Regions from separate parts of the Pan troglodytes genome. Here region 2 is linked to region 1. The links are chromatin contacts, called in public Hi-C maps. All regions are on one chromosome and are shown on one strand. Each heading gives the region's core, a stretch centred on a gene start, on an enhancer-like site or on the middle of the called end of the contact. The rest is flanking DNA. Distances are from core to core; before and after follow the strand shown. Region 1 has its middle 100 kb from the start of AGR3. Region 2 holds the start of AHR (aryl hydrocarbon receptor).

Region 1 (6,821 bases), core at 743-3,242:
TAATTTAACATTACCAGAAAATAATTTCAGAACAGTTTCAATCCAATATTATTGTTTAATCTTTCAAGTCTCACAAACATTTCTTTCCAATGAAAGCACAATCTCAATTTACTAAGCAACCATAACTACGTGGCAAACACACTATATTTTTAATGTGCGCTGTATCCTGGGGGTTAAAGATTATATGTCTCAATTTAACATATTTATTTACTTTCTTTTCCTTTCCTTTTTTCTTCCCTTTCTGCCTCTCTCCTTTTTCCATTCCCTCGCAGTCACTCTTTCTCTTTTTTTTTTTTTTTTGAACCTTCCTTTCTGTTTTCCTCATGGTGCAGTGTTTCAGTGTGACCAGCAGAGGACACTATGCTGCAGCAAGTCTGGGCATCAACTATCTAAAAGATAAATTGCTGATTGAATTCAAAGAAGATAGATTAAAACAAGCTTGTAAATGTTGTTAAATACATGAATGCCTACTGCATTTTAATTATGGTGATTTACATGGACCTACCATGATCACGTACTTCATAAAACAAACTTTGCCTTAATAGCTGCACTTAACGATGTACTCTTTCCTTTATGAGAATTTAATTCTCTGAATATGATACGTTTTTAAAATAAGACAAACTCAAACCAGTTGCCAATAGATCCGCAGCTCCTCCTGAGGTCCTTGTTTTATGGGTCTGTTCTACTGTGTAATTGTTTAGTTTAACTTGGTAAACATGTCAGTTTTCCCAGGATAATTAGGTGGATAAACAAAATGTTCAAAAAGAAATGGAGCCAATTAGACTTTTTATCAAAGACATACACACAAAAAAGACTTTACAAATGAGTGGACTTTTCCTTAGAGGTTTGATCTTAAATTAGAGTTCCTGGAATTTACAAGGGACCAAGGAGGCAGTTTTCCTAAATATAACGAAATCTTAATTATCTGGGGAGGAGAGCAAATGAAAGATACAAACTCTCACATGCTTTGAAATCATACTTGGGTTGGAAATGCAGAGGCATGAGTTCAGTAAGAGCATAATTTTATCCCCACCTGCTCACAGCCACTTTTAAACAGGTTGGGCAACTGGAAGAGAATGCCCTGTGGCTTTGGGTAATTTTCTTAGAGCTAGCTCAAAGTAGACAGGTACCCAACATATTTTTAATACTATTAAATAGGTGGCAGTACCTGTTGTGGACAGTTGTGTGTTGTATAGATGGAGACTTCAACAATTGTTTGTTCTAAAATCAACAGTCCATTAATATATTGGGTGCTCTTTCTGTAGAGCTTAACGGTGTTTTAAGAATCATATCACTTTATTCTATTTCTTATTTTTGGTCATTGAAAATAGACTCTTATTTGGAGTGTAACATATGATCTGACTTCTCTATCCAGATTTTGTCTCATGTTTTCTGCTACTTCTCTATAAAGATAGTTTGGTCCTCAGGTGTTGGTTTATGTTGCTGTGATTCAAGACTTGGTTCTATTAGTACAGAATCCAGACATACGTTTGTTTCTCTTTGAAAAATTTCATAATGTAACCCAGTGAATAAAATATTTACCAATATTTTTTCTTTATCACTTCTTACCACAATTTTTCCTAATTATTATTCTTTTTTAATTCTGGAAAGCCACTCAAATAAAATATCTTCAGAATTAACAAAATAAGTTTCTAAATTTAAGGATTCCCACAATTACCTCCTGATTATATAGTAATATTATATAGATACTGCCACTTCTTCACACTTTAAGCTTGTGTACTTTCTCTAAATTTCTGTATTTTTATGAGCTTCATTTGGGGTGGTAATAAAATATGATCCAAAAAAAAAGCCCTTTTATTCTGTAATTATAGCCTCTGTTTTTCTACATAGTTCTCTGAGGATTTCTTCACCTTGCTTCCAGGCTTGTCTGAATTTCTAACTGCTTTTTCTATTGGTTGTCTCAAAGTCTCAGTATAGTACTAAAGTGCTTTCTATTTGTTGCTATATCCGTTACCACTGACAACCTCAGAAATCTTTGTCTCTTGGGTGCCATAGCAATAGGCTGGACACAGCTACCCAGTGTCTTGTGAGATTAGTTCATCACGCATTTAGGAGAGTAAACTGTTGTTTGACATGTAGGAATTAATAAGTGGGTAGTGTACAAAGCCTTTTGTTTTTATTTGTGGAGAGGACTTTAAAAGGGAAAAACTAGGAACATAGTCTAGGCCATGTATAGAAAAGATTGCTTGACAGTAGTTACGGGTTAATGCCTGAGAGTCCTCATGTTTGAGACTGGTGTGTGCTAAGTGTAATGACGTAATCTGAAGAGAGGGTGGCCGCTTCTCTCAAAATGGTTTTATGCTAGTTCTACCTTTCTAGAGACCCACATCTACACTCAATATTGCAGCCCTTGAACCAGCAATCTAGGGACACATTTTCCAAAGAGTCCTTACATAGTTTGATGTCTTTACAAGGATTTTTAAAAATTTTACATTTTTTTTTTGCTTGTCTTTAAAAAATGAAACAGCTGTATTTTGAATAGAAATTTGAGAATAGCAAGGTATCAATAAATAAATAAAAATCATCCTAAATAAAAAACCAAGGAAAACCCAAAACCCTATTCAAGTTTGAAGATGTAAAAAAATATATATATATATTTGGATAGTTGGGTAGGCAGATGGGCAGAGACATTGCTATAAAAATGTGATCATACTATAGTGCTATTTTAAAATAATGAGTTTACATTTAATTTTACTACAATTTAACAGAAGAAAGAAATGAAGGGAACTGAAGAAAATGCTACACTTCAGATAAAAGTTTCTTTACTATAAAAGGTACTATGCTATAAAGAATCTCAGATTTTTAAAGATACATTTAAAAAACCTACCTATGGGCTGGGTGGCATGGCTCACACCTGTAATCCAGCACTTTGGGAGGCTGAGGCAGGTGGATCATGAGGTCAAGAGATCGAGACCAGGCTGGCCAACATGGTGAAACTCCGTCTGCACTAAAAATACAAAAATTAGCTGGGCGTGGTGGTGTGTGCCACCTGTAGTACCAGCTACTTGGGAGGCTGAGGCAGGAGAATCACTTGAACCCTGGAGGCGGAGGTTGCAGTGAGCCTAGATCACGCCACTGTACTCCAGCCTGGTGACAGTGAGACTCCATCTCAAAAAACAAAACAAAACAAAAAACAATAAACAAAACAAAACTATCTGTGAAAGAAACTCAAATCAATTGGAAATTTCTTCTAAACTCTGGGCTTGATGAATCGATCTCAACTTTTCCTTCTATCTCATGTTCTTGGAATGAATTCTTAACTAGATATGAGTTAATATGAGCCTCTCTTTTTGCAAGAAAAAGGGCTAGTTGCATCACCTAGGAAAAAGGAGACAGACCTTTCCAGCATTATGAACAGGTACCCAGGTGTGAGTAACATTTCAGAGCCCATATCAGATAAGGGTAAACAGACTCTAATTCATTCTTCCCTCCCTCCATTGACTCTCAAAGTGGTAGAAACTCAATAAGGGCTGAAATGGACTGAAGCCAGAGAGAGGTGATCTCTGGATTTTTCCTCCTATATTCCTTGTATTTGGCCTTTATCTGGCCTACGGTTGAATTCAGGAATGACACAAGAAGTTGTGGTTTTCCCCATTGGATAATGGTCATAGAGTCATCCCGGTGACTTCTCCTAAGCTAAGGATAACTATGAGTTAAAGATAACAAAGAAGAATATGGTTTCATCCAAAGGCTTGTTGTCATCTGTGTAAACCCTCAGTGAGGGGGGCTAAGCAATTACCAGTAGTGAGAGGGCAGGGAAGAGAAGCACCTGGCTCCAATATTATCCAGGCAGCCCCTGAAATCTTACAGCCAACCACTTCCCAAGCAGTCTCTCAAAATAGAATCTACTAACAGAGAAGTCAGAAGTTACTCTATGGCCATAGCAACTGGGTTCAGAAATCAAAGAATAGCAGCCATGTTGCTACAGGATCTTGCACCCTTCCATGCTTGCTGGAGGTGGCAAGTGTGAACAATTTAGCATTTTTGTCATTAGGGTTTTTCTGAGGAATATATAATTTTTTTTATCAAAACAGGTGGGAAATCCTAAGTGAATTCACAACTTTTTGTTTGTTTTTTGTTTTCCAAATAAGACTATGAAATCCTCCAATTAAAAAAAAATTTCTGTTCAGCAAAAGGTTTATGAGACCAACCTCAGAAACCAAGCTTCCAAATCTGATGGCAACATTACTAAGTTTATTAAATTCATGGTTTCATTAATAGTGAATTGAGCTGTAAGCAAATGTCATGGGTGGAAAGATCAACAGCATGGTCTCTGTTATATTATATATATATATAAAATATATATATTATATATAGTATATATATACTATATATAGTATATATATAGTATATATATAGTATATATATACTATATATTATATATAGTATATATATACTATATATACTATATATATAGTATATATATACTATATATAATATATAGTATATATATACTATATATAGTATATATAGTATATATATACTATATATATTATGTATATATATAGTGCCTTAATTATATTATGTGGATAATTGCATAAGAACCATGTAGTAATGCTACTGAACAATGGGTACATTGTCCTTTCAAAATGAGGAAGTACACAGTTTCCAATGTTGCCATCACAAGTTGAACTTATGGGGACATTAGGTCCTATGACTTTATCCAGAGAGTTGGATTCATCTCCTGCTAAATGGAAAAAAACTTCAAACTTTATTCCACATCTGTGCTATTCTCACCATATCCTCCTTTGCACGTGTATAACAGGAATCAGAGCTGAAATTTGGACAAAGTCAAAATCTCTATTCAATCTTTAAATACTTAACGAATATTGATTGAAGAACCAGATGATTCTCAAAGATAGTTCTCCCCAAGGATGAGAAATAAATGATCTCAACCTTGTAAATTTTAAGTTTTGTTAGGTGGGATTAGAACAGCCCTTAGCCTAGAGCTAATTTGTCCCCATCTTGAGGTGATATCCTTCTGAATGCTCAATTTGATGTCCTGTGACTTATGAAGTTTCTCCACTTGGGCTGGTGGGAACCCAGTCTATACCTGTCCCCGTGTGATCTTCAAATATTGATCCCGGAGGGGCTTCTTTTGCTAGACTTGCATAGTTTCTCCTCAGTTGTGTGCTGATCAGAATTCAGCTGAAGGCTCAAAAGGGACCCTCTGCACACCCTTGTGTGTGGCTTTCTTTTGGGAATCTGCCTATGAACTCTAGCTGTCTTGGCCTCCCAGCTCTGTTTCCTCAGCTCTGGGACTCTACCAGTCTCCTCCTGGGTTTCTATTCCCCGAACTGTGGCCCAGAAACTCTCTCCAGATAGAAAGCTGGGTCAATGACAGGGACTTCACTTCTTTTTTTTTTGTTTCCTGTCTCTTGGGTCAGTGTCCTATGCTGCCTGATGTCCAATGTCTGGAAATCACAGTTTCATATATTATGTCCATATTTTTAGTTGTTTCATGGGAGGGGATAAATTTAGTCCCTCTTACTCTGTCTTGTCTGGAAATAACCATGTCAATTTTAAATTAGAAAACATTCTTTATTGCTGTCTCTATTAAAAATTGCCTATGACTCCAAACAAATATTATCTTTTACACTGGTGAGTTGGTTTACCATCTTCTGCTTTAGGGTAAGACGTTGCCAAGAGAGAGTGTCAAGTGTCAGAGAGAGTTGACAGGACTCCTTAATGGTACTACAGATGTCTCTAAAAAATTAGTTAGTTACAGGTTGATCACTATGATAAATAGCTCCAGTGTTGAGTTTCACTTCTATTTAAATAAAATAAAATTTAACTTTGAAGATTAAACTTATGGACTTCATTTCATAAGGTCTCTTCTCTCTCTTCTCTCTTTTAGAATAGCTGCATCTCTAGAGCACATAATGATTGCATATTCTCAGAGGTTACTTTTAGGATATGTAATCATTAGCAGATCTGTGAGTGTAAATACAGGTCACTTGATTCTAGGCTTGTGTTTTGCCTTATCCAGTTTATTTTTATTTTTATGTTTTGCCTTATCCAGTTTTAATAACAGGTCCTGGATCATATACTACATATCTAGAAGAAATTAGAGTAGTATCTATACAGATAGATGATGAGACAATAAAATTGAATAGGCTTTATGCTTTCTTTAACTTTCCTTTTGATTCCATTGAAAGCTCTTTTAAGATGTGTTAAACTTAAAACTTATTTGTGGCAAGTGAATGTGGTATGTGTGTCCGTGTATGTACAATGTGTTGAAAATGAAAACATGACTGGCACAGATGACATGAGTGGGAACACTGCAAATTTGGTGAAGTCCTAAGAATTTTAGAAGAAAGAGACTTCTCACAAACAAGGCATGCAACTATACAAAGTAAGGATGTGTGTTAGTTTCTAGAAAAGTTATAAGAAAATGGGAGAAATGTCATATTATTGCTACATCTTTCACATAAAGATACTTTCAATGACCTTTTTTTAAAATTGATTTTTTATTGTATAAACTTAAGGCATACAACTTTAAGCCTTTTAAGCAAAGCTTAAACACACTGTCATTTTGGGAAACAGAAAATACAAATATGAAGAAACAGTAGGTAAAAAAATACTTTGGGATGATGTTAGGAGTCAGGGGACCAGATACAGTGGCTCAATATCTTAAAAAGTCACTTACCTTGTGGTAATCCTGCTATAATCTCACTAGAAATTCGGCAAAGTATCTCTTCATAAGCATTTGTTTTTAATTTAATAGGTCTCCAAATTACTCAGGATAATCAGATCATATTTTGGTTAACCTCGATGTTAACCATGATAAAGCCATTTGG
Region 2 (7,049 bases), core at 267-2,766, 310 kb after region 1:
AAAGAGAAGGGAAAAATAGAGATGGTTGATTCTGCCTCTGCAATTGCTAATTCATAAACATCAAACTTTCCCAGTGTACACTGTCTTCTTTGGGAATTTGCTCCATCTTTTTCCTTAAACTGAAAGGTGGCTTACTGAGGCTATCACTTTCCTAAAGGTCTCCCCAATACTGCCTAGTTATTTTCTCTTATCACAGGATACAGGGTGGATGTCCATCTACTTCCTTGTTGTCACTTCCCAGATCACTTTTACTTTATGCTCTTCTAAAATTAAAACAAAGATCATCGACCACAAAACACAATTGTTCTTTTGTAGCTCATGCTAGAATACCCTCTGTTACATCTCCTTCATCTTTCTGATCCAAAATTTAGTAGCCTACTATATCTCACCCACTGTCCTTCTTTCCTCCAGCTATGGTAGAGAACTGCTCCTCCAACTTTATGTACATTTGAATCACCTGGGAGTTCTTGTGAACTTCGGGTTCTGATTTAATAAGGACACCCAAAGAGTCTGCATTTCCTGTAACTCTCAAAAGAAGCTGTGGAGTACTCTGAATAGCAAAGCACTGTAAGTGCTGTTTCTGTTAGTATCTAATCTATTAGTCCTAATCTCCCATTTATGCTTTGGCACTCATTCCCTCCTGCTTTCGCTATCTTAATATCTATCATTCCTTCACTGTTCCCTCAGGTTCCCTACATAGTTTATCTCTACCCCCTCTAAGCTGCTCAGTATCGCCCATTAAAGAACTAAACCAAAACTAGAAAACCCTCATTTAACCCTTCACTCCCCCTACATACCATCTGATGTGGATGAGAGCATCCACAGCTAAACTTGGAAGAAAAATTGTCTGCTTGAGGATGCCATTTTGTTATCTTCAGCTCAATCCTGTACCCACTTCAATGTTATTTGCAGGCCCATTACCCCAACACTGCATTCACGAAAGTCATCAGTGACTACACATTGAGAAAACAAGAATGACATTTTCAGTTCTCAACTAATTTGAATTTCTCAACAGCATTCAATATTGTTAATTACTCCCAATATTTTTCCACATGGTCCTCCATGACACAACACATAATAGTCCCCTTATTATCTATTTTCCTGTCTATTGTAAAGACTTCCCCCGCACACCAAAAAAGGTCAAGGAAACTCCTAGCCTTCAAGTCTCAATTCAAATCTGGCCTTCTGAAGCCTCCCCAACTAGGAAAATATACAGTCCCATTGGTTGTCTACCAGTTGTCTACCAGTTAATTGTAATTCTTAGCCACAAGTTAGCTGACCCACCGTCTCTCAAACAGGTGAAGTTAAGCTCAATATTTGGCATATCTTGATATACTTTGTACAGTCTAGCTACAATAAGTTTGCCTATGCACGAAGATGGCTACCGGCGGGGGGGGCGTCCTTACGTCCTACGTCATCACGTGCCGGGATGAGGGTGGGGCCCTCAAGGAAGATGGAATGGAATCCAGATGGGCGGGGGCAAGCAGGACGGGGCGGGGCTACGCGGGATCTGGGCGGGGAGGGGCGGGGCCGGTGAGGGGTCGGGGGTGCTCCTGCTATTCAGCCGGTGCGCGCGGCGGCGGGAGGCAGTGGCTGGGGAGTCCCCTCGACGCTCTGTTCCGAGAGCGTGCCCCGGACCGCCAGCTCAGACCAGGGGCAGCCGTGTAGCCGAACGGAAGCTGGGAGCAGCCGGGACTGGTGGCCGGCGCCCGAGCTCCGCAGGCGGGAAGCACCCAGGATTTGGGAAGTCCCGGGAGCAGCGCGGCGGCACCTCCCTCACCCAAGGGGCCGCGGCGACGGTCACGGGGCGCGGCGCCACCGTGCGCGACCCAGGCCAGGATTCTAAATAGACGGCCCAGGCTCCTCCTCCGCCCGGGCCGCCTCACCTGCGGGCATTGCCGCGCCGCCTCCGCCGGTGTAGACGGCACCTGCGCCGCCTTGCTCGCGGGTCTCCGCCCCTCGCCCCCCCTCACTGCGCCAGGCCCAGGCAGCTCACCTGTACTGGCGCGGGCTGCGGAAGCCTGCGTGAGCCGAGGCGTTGAGGCGCGGCGCCCACGCCACTGTCCCGAGAGGACGCAGGTGGAGCGGGCGCGGCTTCGCGGAACCCGGCGCCGGCCGCCGCTGTCGTCCCAGCCTACACCGGGTTCCGGGGACCCGGCCGCCAGTGCCCGGGGAGTAGCCGCCGCCGTCGGCTGGGCACCATGAACAGCAGCAGCGCCAACATCACCTACGCCAGTCGCAAGCGGCGGAAGCCGGTACAGAAAACGTGAGTGTCCCGAGCGCGTCCTCATCGCGGGGGCTGGGCGCTCAGGCACGCGGGTGCGGGAGGCAGCCCCACCCCGCCCCCAAATCCCTGCGATCCTGGGATTAGGTCCATTCCCGGCACTGCCCGTGGAATCGAGGTTTGGAGGCCGGCTGGGAGACAGAGGACTTGGATTCTCCCGTTTTCAATGATTGCATTTTAAAAATTGTCCTCCCACCCATCCTCTTCCCCCGCACCAGTGCATACACACCCTCTCACATTTGCAACTTTGTTCTTTCTGATTTGGTCCTGATTTGTTGACAGCTCTGATCTGCCTTGGGCTAATGGATTAGTTAGTATAAACCTGTCTTGAAATCTCCTTCCACTTTTAATATCCGCATGGGTTAGGTTAGAGGACGGTCTTAATTCTCATTCTTCGTAGAGTTTGGTAGGGCGAGATGTTTTAAAGAGCTAAACACATGCTGACTTTTACGAAGGGGCTGAGTGCCTCTAAAGGTACTTTTTGGTCCCCACCAACTGGCTTTGTGTTGCGCTCTTACTTACTTATTTGGCAGCAATTTTGTAGCGCTCATCGTGACCATATCGGTAAAGTGGATAGAAGTGGTAGCAGGTGGGAGGGGATGCAACGGACAGGATACGGTGGAGGATTTGTATTCTGCAGACATCTTTTTCGGAAGCTTGCTTATCACTTTTGGGGTGGCTTTAGGGTCTGTAAAATAAAAGATTTAGAACTGCATTTGAGAGAGGTTTTCATTCTTAACGTCTATCTCTAATTCTTTTCCCCTTCAAAGTTTTCTTCTAGTTGAGTGAGTACAAACTTGCTTTTGTCGTTGTCGGTTGATTTTGGTGGAATATTTGTGTGAGATGGCCAATTTTTTGTGTGTGTCAGAAAAAACTATCCGTGCTCAAAACATTACCTGTTGTGAGGTGGTTGTATTCATGTGTTTATTCCAATTTTTTTATTTCTAGATCTCTGAGTTACTTTACCTACATGTGTTTCAAGTTTTCGTAAACAATTTTAAGAACTCTTAAACGTCTTCTCAGACCAAATCAGAAGTGTGCGTTTTGCTTAGACTCCAACTATCACTAATGGGAACCAGAAAAATAACACTTTAAGATTTACATTTAAAACCAGTTATTGGTTTAAAGTTTCATTCTAAAATTTTAGTTTCCTTTCAGAATTTCAGTTATCATAGTTCTTCAGAACTATACTTATGAATTGGCATTAACAGAGGATAATAATCTATAAATAGACTGATTAAAATTTAGAAGTTTTATGGTACAGTGTGTCTTAAGGGAATATTGTCAAACCAGCAGTTTTCTACCTTGGCAGTTTGAGACATCGGTTTATAATACTTTTAATTTTGTAGAATGGTTTCTTATATTAAAGCATGTTTGTCTTATTTGACATTGTCATTGATGGTTAAAGTTGGGAGGCATCCCAAATGTCTGTTCTATGTGTTTATTAATATAATAATACACTTAGCATCATATATAATAGGGGTGTCATGGGTTTTTATGTGTATGGTGAGAAAACATGAAGATCTCCCTGATGTTTTTTTAAGATACTGGGTTTCAGTTAGGGTGTTATCAAAGGACCTGGATGGCTTTGTAAACAAAAACAAATGCCATAATTTTGTATTCATTATACAGTTTAACATTTATGGATTTTGGTTATTTTGCGTAAAATGTACTTTTTATTAGATTATCCTAATATTATACTTACTTAGTCTTTAATATACTTGTATTAATTTCCTATAATATAACAAAAGTATTTTTTCCATTCACCCACATTTTGTTAGCATAGATGTTTATCAGATCTCTGCTGAGCACCATATATTGCTTCTAATCATACAAATGCCTTAAATATTACCAGCTTGCTCTGTAAGAAAAGGCTAGTGCTGGCATTTTCATTATCAAGTGAAAGTGTTTATATAAATTATTTTTACCTGAATGAAAAATTGTTAACTTTATAATGCAGTTAATCAAAGTTTATTTTAGAAATGAAGTCATTGAACTTGGTATTAAATTTGAGTTTTAAAATTAAGCTACCAGTTTGTGGCCTAATGAGCCCCAAAACATGCCAACATTGGGGAAAATAGATCTTGTTTTGAGCTGAAAATGCTATCCAGACCTACTTAACTTTGACCTCTTAAATGAGAGCCATTTTATTTTATTTACAGATAAAATATGCTGTAGCATTATTGTAGGACTGTTTAAAAAGACAGCCAATTAAATATAAATTTTATGGAATATAAGTATTCCATAAAATTTTGGAGTAAAGTAGGTGACAATTGTAACCTGAAGCTCTTTCAATCTTGAGTTGAATTTATTAAGAAAAATCAACCCCCCCTAGTGGCGGCTCTCACATAGAAAATTATCTTTATTAGTAGGAAATACATTTTAAATGTATTCAATTTAATCCCACTGAAGTATCTCCAACATAGTAGACTCTCAATAAATATTTTCTTTCTTTTTGGAGTAATGAAAGTTGGGAAATTAAAGGCTCTGAAGCAACTTTACGTCCAATTCATGTTCCTACCTTCAAGAAGAAAATATCGAAGATAACTTTCATTATAGAATCTACTATAACTTTGCTTAGACTGTTGCCCCATACTGAGTAACCCTACTCAGAAAAAGAGAACAAATCCTGTGTTTATTTTATTCTCTTTGGAAATGAAAGTGTTTGTTTATTTTGTCTCATGAAGATAGTCAAAAAAGCCATTATAGAATTAAATAGAATGTTTTTCCCTAGTGATAATTTTGGATATATTTTTGTATTTTTAAAGTTTTAATCATAAAGAAAAAGTTGTAATGGATTTCACCTTACCTGTACATAGAAAGTTAGCACTGAATGTTGGCAAATAATAGGTGTTGAGAAAAGGGGATCTACACTTTAAAATGATACCAGCTGTAGTGGTGATTAAGCCATTATGAAGTGTCAGAACTGGAAGTCACTTCTGAGCCTTAGCTGATCTTTCTTTAAAATGCATACTGATAAAAACTTTTACTTTTATTAACATATTAATAATATAAAAGCATTGTCTTGCTATTCTTTTTAAATGTCATGAATTTCATATATGTAATACTGAATTGTATTACTTACATAATGCTCATTAAATGTTTTCTATAAATTTATGGTGCCATTTTTAAAATAGCATCTAAAATAAAAGAATGGGTCTTTTCATTTACACAATTATTTCTCCATCATTTTTCTTTCCAATAGCTTGATTTAGATAGCATATACATAGTAGTTATGGACACTTGCTTATTAGAACTATGAAATGAAGTAAGTGAAAGTGTTTAGTTATAGGTAACATTAAACGGCAAAAAGAGGAAACAGGTATAAATTGAAAGCACTGGATCTAAACTAAAAAATGAGGTCTAGTTTCTTCACTGTTACAGATCTGGGCAAGTTTCTTGACCAATAAAGCACGACAGTCAGCACCTGTACTGCTACTCTCACAACTAAAACAGAACAACAACAACAACAACAACAACAACAACAAATATATATATATATATAGTGAAGACTGCTAAAGATATAAATGAAACAGAAACGTAAATTCTATTCTTTTAGCTTACATTATCACAGAACAATCAATTCTCCCGTGAAACAGTAAGAGGCAGTATACGATTATGTTCTCAATTACGGCTACTGCTGAAATGTGCTACTTCACTGGTGAATAAATTTACATAGTACGTGCTTACTCATGTATTTAATTAAGACAGTTACTTAGAAGTAAATACCATACAAATCTTTTACAACAGTACCTTTCTACTTTTACGCTTCTTGTAAAATTGATATTTTGCTAGTGGCTTAATATGACAAAAGATGACTGTTTATTAGCACTTATTCTGATACAAGCTTGCCCAGTTCTTTACATCATTTTCTTCATTTTTATAATAGTACTAAAGAAAGGTAGTATTATTTAAGTTTATAGATAGGGAACTGAGATTCAAATTCAGAGTTGCTCAGGTAATGAAAAAGAGTTTGGATATTGGATCCCAGGTCTTTTTGCTTCAAAGCTTGTGTTCTTACTGACTTGTGTTCGTACTGTCCAGGTGAACAGATTCAGTGATGCATACAGTACAGCCATATCCTAGGGATTTTCACTGTTTCTTCTCAGATAGTGTTATGGCTGAAATAAATTATTTGTCATTTCCCATACATAATTTGTACTTGCTCATCCCCATACTTGTGTTTTACGTCCTTTCCTCTTAGAGTCTTTTCTCCTGTCTTATTGATTTGCTACCCACCTCCCTTCCTCCTTAAAACATTGTTTTTAAAGGCTGCATAATACTCTGTTGTACTAATATTCTATAATTTTTTAACTGTTTTTCTTTTGGGAGGAAATTTTATTCCCAACCATTTAATACTTTAATATTTCAGAGAATACCCTTGGGACATGTACATTTTTATGCAAATTTATTTTTTTAGGAAAAAATTCCTGTAAGGGAATTTTGGGATAGAAAAGTATGTGTTGTTTGAAGGTTGAACCAAATCGTACACTCCAAGAGATAGTATCAAATTAAGAAAAATTTACTAATTACATTCCATCATCAATCTGGGGATGTGACTATATCTTTGCATTTTTGCTTAAAAAATATTATTGTCAATTTCATAGGCAAAAGTGTGGTTGGTAATTAAAGTTGTATGTTGGGATCATGGTTATGTATAGGAGAAGCACTTGTATTTGCAGATTTTCTACTTAGGGTGTCCTTTACGTATTCATTTGTTTTGTCTTAAATTTTTCAGTCATCTTTTAGTTTGTTCTTTTTACTT

The links. A called contact is a pair of places that touch in the nucleus more often than the background predicts.
Region 2: a Hi-C map of stem cell-derived neural progenitor cells shows a contact between it and region 1, with 6 times the contacts expected there. The contact joins the promoter of AHR here to the enhancer-like site in region 1. A contact is called at or near these places in 2 of 7 Hi-C or Micro-C datasets (blood and stem cell-derived neural progenitor cells) and 1 of 1 datasets of contacts at active chromatin or transcription factors (stem cell-derived excitatory neurons).

The regions. Positions count from the first base shown.
Region 1 is chr6:22,780,084-22,786,904 of NHGRI_mPanTro3-v2.0_pri, forward strand. No RefSeq gene overlaps it. Among named protein-coding and RNA genes, the nearest start is that of AGR3, 100 kb to the left of the region's middle. Within about 2 kb of position 1,993, at least 3 of the 24 cell types and tissues checked have an H3K27ac peak or open chromatin away from gene starts, as enhancers often do. A contact at or near this core is called in stem cell-derived excitatory neurons and stem cell-derived neural progenitor cells, where this site is marked.
Region 2 is chr6:23,093,071-23,100,119 of NHGRI_mPanTro3-v2.0_pri, forward strand. It overlaps AHR (aryl hydrocarbon receptor), which reads left to right and starts at 1,517. Exons shown (of 11, transcript XM_016957117.4): 1 at 1,517-2,266. The coding sequence starts at 2,202. LOC104007120 (a long non-coding RNA gene) reads right to left here and starts at 2,921. Exons shown (of 2, transcript XR_002944579.3): 1 at 2,807-2,921.